Linked DNA regions of Bos taurus: region 1 is linked to region 2. A link is a contact called in public Hi-C data. All regions are on one chromosome and are shown on one strand. Each heading gives the region's core, a stretch centred on a gene start, on an enhancer-like site or on the middle of the called end of the contact. The rest is flanking DNA. Distances are from core to core; before and after follow the strand shown. Region 1 holds the start of FMNL2 (formin like 2). Region 2 overlaps FMNL2 (formin like 2).

The links. A called contact is a pair of places that touch in the nucleus more often than the background predicts.
Region 1: a Hi-C map of skeletal muscle shows a contact between it and region 2, with 4 times the contacts expected there. The contact joins the promoter of FMNL2 here to the enhancer-like site in region 2. A contact is called at or near these places in 2 of 11 Hi-C or Micro-C datasets (liver and skeletal muscle).

The regions. Positions count from the first base shown.
Region 1 is chr2:43,864,301-43,869,410 of ARS-UCD2.0, forward strand. It overlaps FMNL2 (formin like 2), which reads right to left and starts at 2,131. Exons shown (of 26, transcript NM_001206821.1): 1 at 1,809-2,131. The coding sequence starts at 1,925.
Region 2 is chr2:43,545,234-43,550,523 of ARS-UCD2.0, forward strand. It overlaps FMNL2 (formin like 2), which reads right to left. Exons shown (of 26, transcript NM_001206821.1): 21 at 3,435-3,564; 22 at 761-924. Among named protein-coding and RNA genes, the nearest start is that of PRPF40A, 78 kb to the left of the region's middle. Within about 2 kb of position 1,403, at least 17 of the 102 cell types and tissues checked have an H3K27ac peak or open chromatin away from gene starts, as enhancers often do. A contact at or near this core is called in skeletal muscle, where this site is marked.

The DNA of each region.
Region 1 (5,110 bases), core at 881-3,380, 320 kb after region 2:
ACACAGATCCACCATATTAATGATAGGACATTATTTTCCTAAAGGGTAATTCATACCATGTGTCATTAATCAGCAGGGTAACTCAAAGCTCATGCAAAACATGCTATCCCAGTTGAGAACTTAATTGTATTATTGCTATTATCTGGTTTGCCTGCGTCACTGGCCTTCCCACTTCAAGTGTACATACACACACACCCAGCACACACAACCCACACACGCACACCCACCCAGCACAGCATGGACGGAAATGATCACCCAAGGCTAGGAGGTAAGAACCATGTAGTCTGGTAGGAAGAGGATTTTGAACCAAAAAGGTTTGTCCCTGGAAAGACAGGTCAAGTTTGCACCCAGGCTGCCTTCAAAAGTAATTAAGCCCATGCAGTTCCATTTCAGAGTGTTTCATTCTGCACAACAATGGGAGCAGCTGTGTGAGATCTCAGACCACGGAGTGCAAGACAGGCAGCCTCATCTATCTCGAGACTGCCACGCCGGAGTTTCCAGGTGGTGTGAAAAAGCTCGTGGGCTCTTCTTCCAAAGAGCACAAAGCTAATCTGCCATCCAGAACAGTCCCCATATTAAACCAGTCCTTTTCAAGGGCCTGAAGAAAGGGTTTTTAAACGTCCCAGTGTTCTTCAGACTCTGGTCAATCCCCAAAGTTGGGAGGTTACATGCCCAAACCCCGTATGCAGACGCGAAATTCGACTGCCTTAAGCACAAGTTTCTCTTGCTGCCTACTATTGTAGGATGTACAGGTAACTAGCTAGGAAAAGGCAACTGTACGAATCCAAGTATTAGGAACGCGTCGAATCTATGTTTCCCTCCCAACACCCCTTAAGAGAGGCTGAGACACTAAAAGTCGAAGTCTGGGGACTAACCGCGGTCCAGACGCCGGCTGGGGCGAGGGGGAGACCGCCACACCCTCCTGAGCTCACAGCACTGACAGGCTCAGGCTGGGAGGGGCCCAGAAATTTACACCCAGCAAGGAAAGGCAGAAAGAAGTCTTCAAGTGTCTCAGATTTACAAAGCTGGAAAGCTAGGAGAAGCGGATTCCGGGAGGGAGTCAGATTTAGCGAGGGGAGGGGAGGGATCCCTAGAGTCAGGACAGCTTGCAACACGTCCCCGCAAAACTGCACAGTTTTGTGGTTTGTTTTAACATTTAAGACGAAAACGAACGCGCCGAGGCGAAGCTTCTCTCGCGCCGGTTTCAGATGTCCCCCTCCTCGCTTAGGGACGGGGACGCCGCACTGCCGCGGGTTTCCTTCTCTTTCCCTTTTGGGGGAGCTCCCCTCTGCCAAGCCAGACGTCCGCCTCCAAGTTCGCCTTCGCACACCGCGCCGCCCTCAACCCGCCACATGCGCCCATCAGCCCCGAACCCCGCAGGGCCCCGGCTGGGCGCCCGCTGGATGGTTCTCAAGGACTCGGGCTTTGCGGGGAGTTTTTTTCTTAAACAAAAAGCCTTAGCGGCCAGCCGCCCCCTCCTCCAAGCCCGCGCCACCTTCCCTTCACGCCCACGCCGCACCTCCCCGACACACGCGCTGCGAGGTGCCTCTCCCGCCAGACAATGGGTTCGGGGCCGGCCAGTCAGCCAACCCCCATCCCCGTGCCCCATCCCGGGACCCCAAGAAGGCTTGGAGCGGAGAGATCGGAGGAGGACGGAGAGGAGGCCACAATAAGCGAAGCGGGAGCCTCCCCCTTGGGACCGGGGATTCGCTCCCGGCGCGGGGAGAAGGGGAGAGAGCGGGGGTCAGCTGCACCGCCTGGTCTTGGGCCCCGGGGCCCGGCTCCCGCCGCCGCCGCCGCGCACTCACCAGCACGATGGCAAATCGCTCCTCCAGTTCACCTGGCTCGGGCATCGGCAGCTTCAAAGGCACGTTGTGCGCCCTGAAATCGGTCTGCTGTGAATCCATGCTCCCGGCGTTGCCCATGTTGGCTGCACGCCGGGGCAGGGGGCTACTCCGGGCCCCCTGCGTCCGCGTCGGAAATCAGAACAGCTCCCGGCGGCCGGCTCCCGCCCGCTGGCGCAACCAGCCCGGCTCCCCGCCCTCCGCTGCGCCCCGGCGAGTGTGCAGCGCGCGCCGCTCCCTAGCAGCGCTCCGAGCCGAGCCGCCCCCCGGCCTGCCTCATGCTCCCCGCCGCCCCAGCGCCGCCCCGGCCTCCTTTCCTCGGGAGGGGTCGTCAGGGCGCTGGGCGCCTATCTGCATGTTGCTCCGCTGGCACGCCGCCCCCTGCCAGCGATAGCGGCCAGCGGGCGCGTGGTTGCTCGGACTTGGTCTCCCGCCGGGACAGTGATTGCCACTGACACTTCCAGCTCTACGCCGGCGATCACGACGCTAGCTCGACCAGCACCTAGAGCAGACAAATGCAGCTCCGCGCTCCCGACACAATGCCCCCTCTTGCCCGGCCCCCGGCCCCCGCCCCCGGCCCGGCTCCGCCCACTCGCCCCGCGGACTGCCGGGACCAGTAGTTTCTGCCCAAAGTGTCTGCACGCAGAAACCACGCCCGCTCCGGAGGGCCCGGCTGGGTTAGGGCCGCTTGCAGGAAAGGCAATCTGAGAACCTTCGGCCAAGCATCACTTTTGACCCCCACCCCCACGCCACTCCAACGGAAGAGATACTAATCGTCTACATCGATTAGTAGGCATTCAGGCACATTTGGCAAGTGAATGAATTAACCAATCAGTCAATGATTGAATGCACGCATTTCTGATTTAAATTTCAGGAGCTGTTCAACAGGAGACCTCATGGGTATTTGGCAACTTCCTACGTCATAAACTGGGATGTGGGTCCATGGGTGTTTGTTTTATTGTTCTTTCTTCCCTCTGTATGTTACACATTCCCATATTCTTTTGTGCAGTTGAAATGTTTTATAAACAAATGTACTTTTATGGATATTTACAAACTTTCAGATGGATATATACATTTATACATCCTGGTCGGACCCCAGGATTTGGATGAGGAGGATTCAAAACAAATATCTGTCAAATAGCTATTACGAATGGGTTACTGTGTTCCCTGGCTAGAGAAAGACTTTCCAGTCGAATGAAGGAGAAAATTTACACAACTATGCTTTGCATGAGAAATAAGAACAGAGTATTTGAAAAGGCTCTGGAGATGGTCTTTGGCTGTAGCTGTTTTATTCCTCTATAGTACTCTTGAGAAGATTGGGCCCAACCCTGCCCTTCCTGAGACAGTGGAATTAGAGACAGCCTTAGAAAAGTGTTTAGCCACTTCTCCCTTTGTAGATTTCAAGGGTACCCACCTGGTTGACTTGTGGCTGCAGTCCTGCGATTAGTCCTTTCTTAGCTTGAAGTAGTGCTTCTTAATCCTGGTTCCTGTATCAGATTCACATGGGGAGGTTGTTAAAACTGCACTGCAGGATGGGCCCTGACTATTATCAGAATTTCCCTAAGCTAAGAGCTAGGGCCTGGACAGGTATATTTTTTAACAAGCCTTCCAGGTGCTTCTGATATAAAACTGGAGTTGTTACCCTCTTGTTAAAAATCATCTGCTTCTAGATGAGGTAACACACCAAAATTCAGGCATCAAGAATCATGTTTCATTCAGGTTTATAAACTTCAAGATGACTTGAACACAGTGGATGTTCAATAACTATTGAACTTTTACCAAAAGCCTATGGAGCAGATATACACAAATACATCATGTGTGTGTATGGTCTCTTCAGTAAATCACTTATAGTTTGATTTTTTTTTTTTTTAAGAAGGAAGCAAGTATAAATAAATTCAACTTAAAATCTGAATAAATGCAATCTGTATTTCTAAAATTATACTATATCAAAGTTAACAGTAAATGTGTTACCAAAGGAAGAAAAACAGGGACACACACACACCAACTAGTGAAAATGAGTGAGAAAGAAAAACAGTGAATTCAGACCAAGTGAGACATTTCTGACCCACAGATCTATTTATTTTCTCTGTAATCTCTAGACATACACTTTGGGTCTGATTGACTCACAAAATTAGCCCACCTACGGGGTTGCCCATCTGGATGGAAAATCTAAGATTCTTTTCTGCGATTGAGAAATCTCTTTTTATTACATTTATGGCTCCCTCTGGCCATATTTCTGCCAGTAACCAGGACCTTTTTTCCCCCTAAGTCTTATCACATCTAATCTCTCATAATCTCACACTTTGAGAGGAGCCAGGGATAAAGTACGCAAATCCAGGAACCAAAAGAACCTCTCTGCCATTTCAAGTTCTGCAGTCTCTACTACTTGGTTATTATTTATGACTGTTGTTAAGTGCAAAAATAAATAAAACACTCATTTCATTATATAATTTCTGTAGGAATTTCTACCAAAATCTCAGAAAAATGTTTGTTTAGGGGACAGTGTGGACAGAGAGGAAGAAGACATTTTTATTCCTTTAATTGACGTCCTCTTCCTCCCTCCCCACAAAATTAAAACCAAGTGGTCATTTTAAAATATGTATTTCGTTTTCTGATCACTAATACCTATGATTTACAATTTTGCAAAGTTGTAAACTATTGGCATTTTGTCAGTTGTCATTTAGTCTGTTAAGACTATCCATTCAGCTTCCATGGAAAATGAAATATTAAAACTTTATCTGCTCTCTGCCAGGAATTTGCAAACGATACCAGGCATGGCTTGATCAGGAATTCCCATATAACAGAGTCACTGCTTTCAAAGAAGCTTTTCCATCATTCACAGCAAATACTCCTTACAAGACTGGCTGAGTTTCATTGGTATCTCCTCAGGTTTTTAACTTAAGGAAGTGCCCTGTAGCAAAGTTCACTTAGCTTCTTTAAAGGCACTGGTGTTATCCTAATAAAATTCCCTTCGTGTGTACCGTTTATGTTATTTAAAATGGTATTTTAAATTTCAAAAACTTAAATTTAAAATACAGTTTTTGAAAGTTTATTTCTACTACAAAGTAATACAATTATGTATATCCTGGGATAAATGTGCCAAAAGATGTATAAGGCTTGTACACTAAAAATATTTTAAGATGCAATTCTCCCCAAATGGATCTATAAATTTAATGTATTCAAAAGTAAAATCCTAGCAGATACTTTTGTAGACATTGACAAGCCACTTCTAAGATTTATGTGGGAATATAAAGGACCTGGGGCTT
Region 2 (5,290 bases), core at 153-2,652:
AAGAGTGAGGCAAGAGTGCTGTACAGCAACCTGTCCCTGGGACCTCCTGCCACTTCTACACACACACACACACACACACGCACACGCACACGCAAATGAGGAGCTTCTCCTTACAAGAGTGTCCTCAGGCCATGGGAGGACTCCTACAAGTCGACCAAGTCAGAAAGGACCTTAGAAATTGGTCAGACTCCAGCTCACTGCTTCCACAGCCAGGACACTCGTCTTTGCCCGAATCCTCCTGGGACACAAGGCAGCCAGACTCACACGGGAGCAGCCCAATACGTCTGCTTCCTGTGTTCCCTTGACACAGCCTTCCCTTTCTGTGATGGTGTACAGTCCATTCTGGCTGCTTCTCAAGTACGTAACTTGACCCCCAGTGTGGCGAAAGATTTCAAGGTCAAGTCCCACAGAAACCCAACACGCTGCGAACACTGCTCTGCCGAGCACAGGCCAGACGTGTGTTGGTTGAGGTGAACTGAATACAGGACTCATGGTAAAGGGAGCCTAGGAATGGAAGGGAAGCGGGGGTGGGCCTCAAGAAAAAAGGGTGAAGACCTCAAATTAGAAGAGGACAATGAGCAGGACAGGGACATCTCCAGGTACAAATGCAGAAAGACCCTATCCCTGCTTAGCATAGTTACATAGGGTATCTATCCTCAGCAGAGGGGAATTTAGCCCCCCTAGTCAGGACAGGACCCCAGGTGGCTTTACGGAATCCGATTCCTCCTTCTTCATGGAGGTCAGGGACACCGGCACTGACCTGGGCAATCTTGGCATCGTCCTGCAGCTTCTTCAGCTTCCCCTCGTTGTTGAAGATGAACTCCTTCAACAGCGTGTTGTGGTCATGCATGGTGTACTCCCTCTTGGTCAAGTCCATGCCCCTCTGCAGCTCCTTGACGTCCAGTAAAACATTCTCGAGGGACACTGAGTAGAGAAAGCAAGGTCCCCATGACTTCAATGGGAAAGGTCAAAGCCACGGTGAGTTCTCACTGGGAAGCCAACTTCTCAGTGGGCTACCAGGGTTATGCAAGAGCCTGGGATCTGGTTTCCAGTCTTCAGTGAAGAGATGCTTCAATAGGAGTAATTTACTAAGTACTCACCATCAAGCACTGCAGTAAATCCCTTATATGCACTAATTCATTTGTACCGTTAGCCCACGTTGCTGACAAGGAAAAGCAGCACAAAGAAGTTACATGGGCTTCCTTAGGTCACAAGCTAGGAGGTGGCAGAGATGAAGCTTGGATAACAAATATGGACCCCAAATCCTGTGTTTGTTTCCAACTATTCCACTCCTCTTACTGGACATGATAACCTATTGCTTAGCCTATAGGCTCAGAGGTTCCTTAACTGACTGGCCCAAGAGCTTAACCTGTGTTGAACTCTTCTGCATTTCTATGACTCTCCAGCAGGGGGCAGCATTTCACCTACTGAATTTCAGTTGTCCTGATCACCAGGACCCAAGGCAACCTGGAACAGCTTCTTTTCGCTAAACAACCCTTCCGCGTTTCAGAAGGGATTATGAGCAGTGCTTCAGAAGGGATTATGAACAGGAATCTTTCCATCTGCAGTGTAGCCATTCTCCCAGGGTGGGTTCACCCCTGCAGTCTCCTGCAGGAGGTCTGAGCCCCACCTCCGGCTCCCCATTCCCTGACTCAGCTCTGCACAGGGAGGAATTATAGAACAAAGTAGCATGTTTTTCCCTAGCTAGACCCACACTGTGTTATTCATCTCTGACTCCCCAGTGCTTAGGCCAGTGCCAAGTACAAAGCAGGAACTCAAAAAAGCTTACTGGAGAAAGGAAGGAGTGAATGAATAAACGAGGGGCGGGATAAAGAATCTGTCACATATGAAACTTAAAAAGGCATTCCAATGTACATTAGGTGCAGACAAGTACTGTTTAATTCCATTTTATACGAGATATCTAGAATAGTCAAATTCATAGAGTCAGAAAGTACATTAGTAGAGGCCAGGGGTTGGGGGTGGGGTGGGGAGGGGACAAAGGATGGGCAGTTAGTGTTTAATGGGGACAGAGATTCAGTCTAGCAAAGTGAAAAATTCAGGAGATGGATCATGGTGAGAGCTTCACAGCAAAGTGAATGTACTTACACATTCACACTGAACAGTGCCCCTGGATTGCATGAGTGAATATAGTTAAATGGTATTTTTTTATATTATATGACTTCTACCACAGTAAAAAAATAAATAAAGGAATCCACGTGGGCCCCAGTATGAGAACACAGAAAATAAGTCTGTCAGAGAGCACCTCAATCTCCCCAATCTCCCCCATTGGGTTTTTTGAAATGACACTTTAGGGGAATCTCATTTGGGCCAAAATGAGCTACAGGAAATTTTTAAACTTGTTTTTTCTTAATTAGAATTGTGATGCTAAAACCCCTTAATTTAGACAAAGGAAAACTTGAAAAGGAAGAAAATGACTCCATCAGAAGAGAAATGCATATGAGAAGACAACCCGAGTTCAAGTTCCTTTTGTTTTTAAATTATTATTATTTATTTATTGCTGCGCTGACTTCCCCTGTTGCGGAGCACAGGCTCAGTAGTTGTGGCACATGGGCCTCATTGTGCCATGGCTTGTGGGATCTTCCTGGACCAGGGATCAAACCCATGTCTTATGCATGGGCAGGCAGCTTCTTAAACCACTAGACCACCAGGGGAGCTCCTCGAGTTGTGTTTCTATCACTTTCTAGCCATGTATCCTTGGGCAAGACATTTAATCTATATAAAATGTCAAGTTTTCTCATTTGAAACATAAGGATACTATTATCTAGTACAGAGCCATAATCTCAGGGTCACTGGTGATTTATACAAAAAAATTCCCAATTGTCACAGCAAAGCAACAACAAGTACTACTGATAATTCAGGCTAAACACAAAAGTTTAGAACTGCCACACCTGAGCAAGTAGGAGGGCACAAAATCTAATTAAAGAATCTGTGGGGGGGGGGGGGGGGGGAACAGGAATCTTAGATTCTCATTCTCTTATTTCAAATAACAGCAACAGGGACTTCCCTGGTGGTCCAGTGGTTAAGACTCCATGCTTCCAGTGCAGAGGGGCACAGGTTTGATCCCTAGTCGGGGAACTAAGATCCCACATGCTGAGAGGCATGGCCAAAAAGTGAAAAAAAGAAAATTACAGCAACAGAATAAAAAGAGCAACAGATGGAAGAGGGAAGTCACATGAGCCCAAAAGACCTGGATCTTTATCAAAAGGACACTAAGGTCCCCTTCATGTCCATGTTTGTTATTGATCCCAGGAATGGGCAGCACCACAGCCCATGCGTTTCAGCTCAGAGCCTCTGATATTTTAGCCTCACCTTCATAGAAGGGTTCTGAGAAGTGCTATTTACACAGGGAATGGTTCCCCCATGACTCAAGGCATTTACACCCAACAGTAATGTTAAAAGCTGAAATTGAGTACCTGCGGCAGCTTTCTCCACATAATGAAGCTCATTATAAAAGAGGGACACTTGTTGATATTTTTCTTTTACGACATTGGATATATAGTGCAGAAGCGTTTGCTTTCGGTCCGTTGACTTTGTATCTAAGAGCTGAAAACCAGAAGGGACACGGGTTAGAGTAAAGATGACGTTCTCCCCCTCAGAATAAACACGTGAGCACAAGAGCCCCAGAGGAGATGGAAAACACCCCCACAGGAGAGTCAGCTTGGTTCTCACGTGAACCAGCCCTGGATTATTAAGTGACAAGAGGACTTCCTGACCAGGGGATACACCAAACCTCAGAGACGACTCTAAGCATGAGAGCCGTTCACGTTTCTCTCCTCACCGGAACTCCTCGTCCCCATCCACCCCACCGCCTCCCCGCCGCTTAAGCAGCAAGACTCCAGGCTCTGCTCCCCAAGTGAAGGCCAGAGTGGGATTCAGGCTGGAACTGGCAGGTGAGTACAGGTGCGCCCTGGCAGGCAGAGGCCCTTTCCCCACAGTCCTCACATCCCACTTGGCCGCTTTTATTTACCAACCCAAAGCAGACGTGCTTACTGGACCATGGCCTCCTAGGGGCCAGAACTGAGATTTAATACACACTCCCTATCAAATAACCGCATAGCCCCGGGTCAGGGACTCCACCCGCTGCCCCGTAGGCTCCTGTGAAATCACAGTACCCCATACAGCCTGGATGTGAGAGTTGGACTGTGAAGAAGGCTGAGCGCCGAAGAATTGATGCTTTTGAACTGTGGTGTTGGAAAAGACTCTTGCGAGTCCCTTGGACTACAAGGAGATTCAACCAGTCCATTCTGAAGGAGATCAGCCCTGGGATTTCTTTGGAAGGAATGATGCTAAAGCTGAAACTCCAGTACTTTGGCCACCTCATGCAAAGAGTTGACTCATTGGAAAAGACCCTGATGCTGGGAGGGATTGGGGGCAGGAGGAGAAGGGGACGACAGAGGATGAGATGGCTGGATGGCATCACTGACTCGATGGACGCGAGTCTGAGTGAACTCCAGGAGCTGGTGATGGACAGGGAGGCCTGGTGTGCTGCGATTCATGGGGTCGCAAAGAGTCAGACACGACTGAGCGACTGAACTGAACTGATACAGCCTGGGCGACAGGGCTCCACAGAGCATTTTCTCTAGTGCTATTCACACAAGTCAGGTGACTGAAAAGCAGAGCACCCTTCTCCATCCAAGAAGGGAAAAAAAAATTTTTTTTTTTTTTAGACAACATAGAAAAATAAAAATAAGAAGCTCTAAAGAATTTCCTAATTCCATTCAACCTCTCTGTTAATACCTGACCTACTTCCATTCGGTTTTTCCTTCCGTATTTTACTTAGTTAAAAATCAAACTGTATAGACAACTTATACTCTTTCTTTCCCAAACACCAAATTATCTATTCCTTTGAAAACTCTTCACAAATATTCTTACACTTGAAGGAGAGCTCATTGGATCAACTATTATTACAGCATATTTAATCATTTCCAATCTTTACATTGTTGCTGCTGCTGCTGCTAAATTGCTTCAGTCGTGTCCCACTCTGTGTGACCCCATAGACGGCAGCCCACCAGGGTCCCCCATCCCTGGGATTCTCCAGGCAAGAACACTGGAGTGGGTTGCCATTTCCTTCTCCAATGCATGAAAGCAAAAAGTGAAGTGAAGTCGCTCAGTCATGTCCGACTCTTAGTGACTCCGTGGACTGTAGCCCACCAGGCTCCTCCGTCCATGGGATTTTCCAGGCACGAGTACTGGAGTGGGGTGCCATTGCCTTCTCCATTACATTGTTGCTAATTGTTTGCAATTATAAATAAAATAACAGAATCCATAC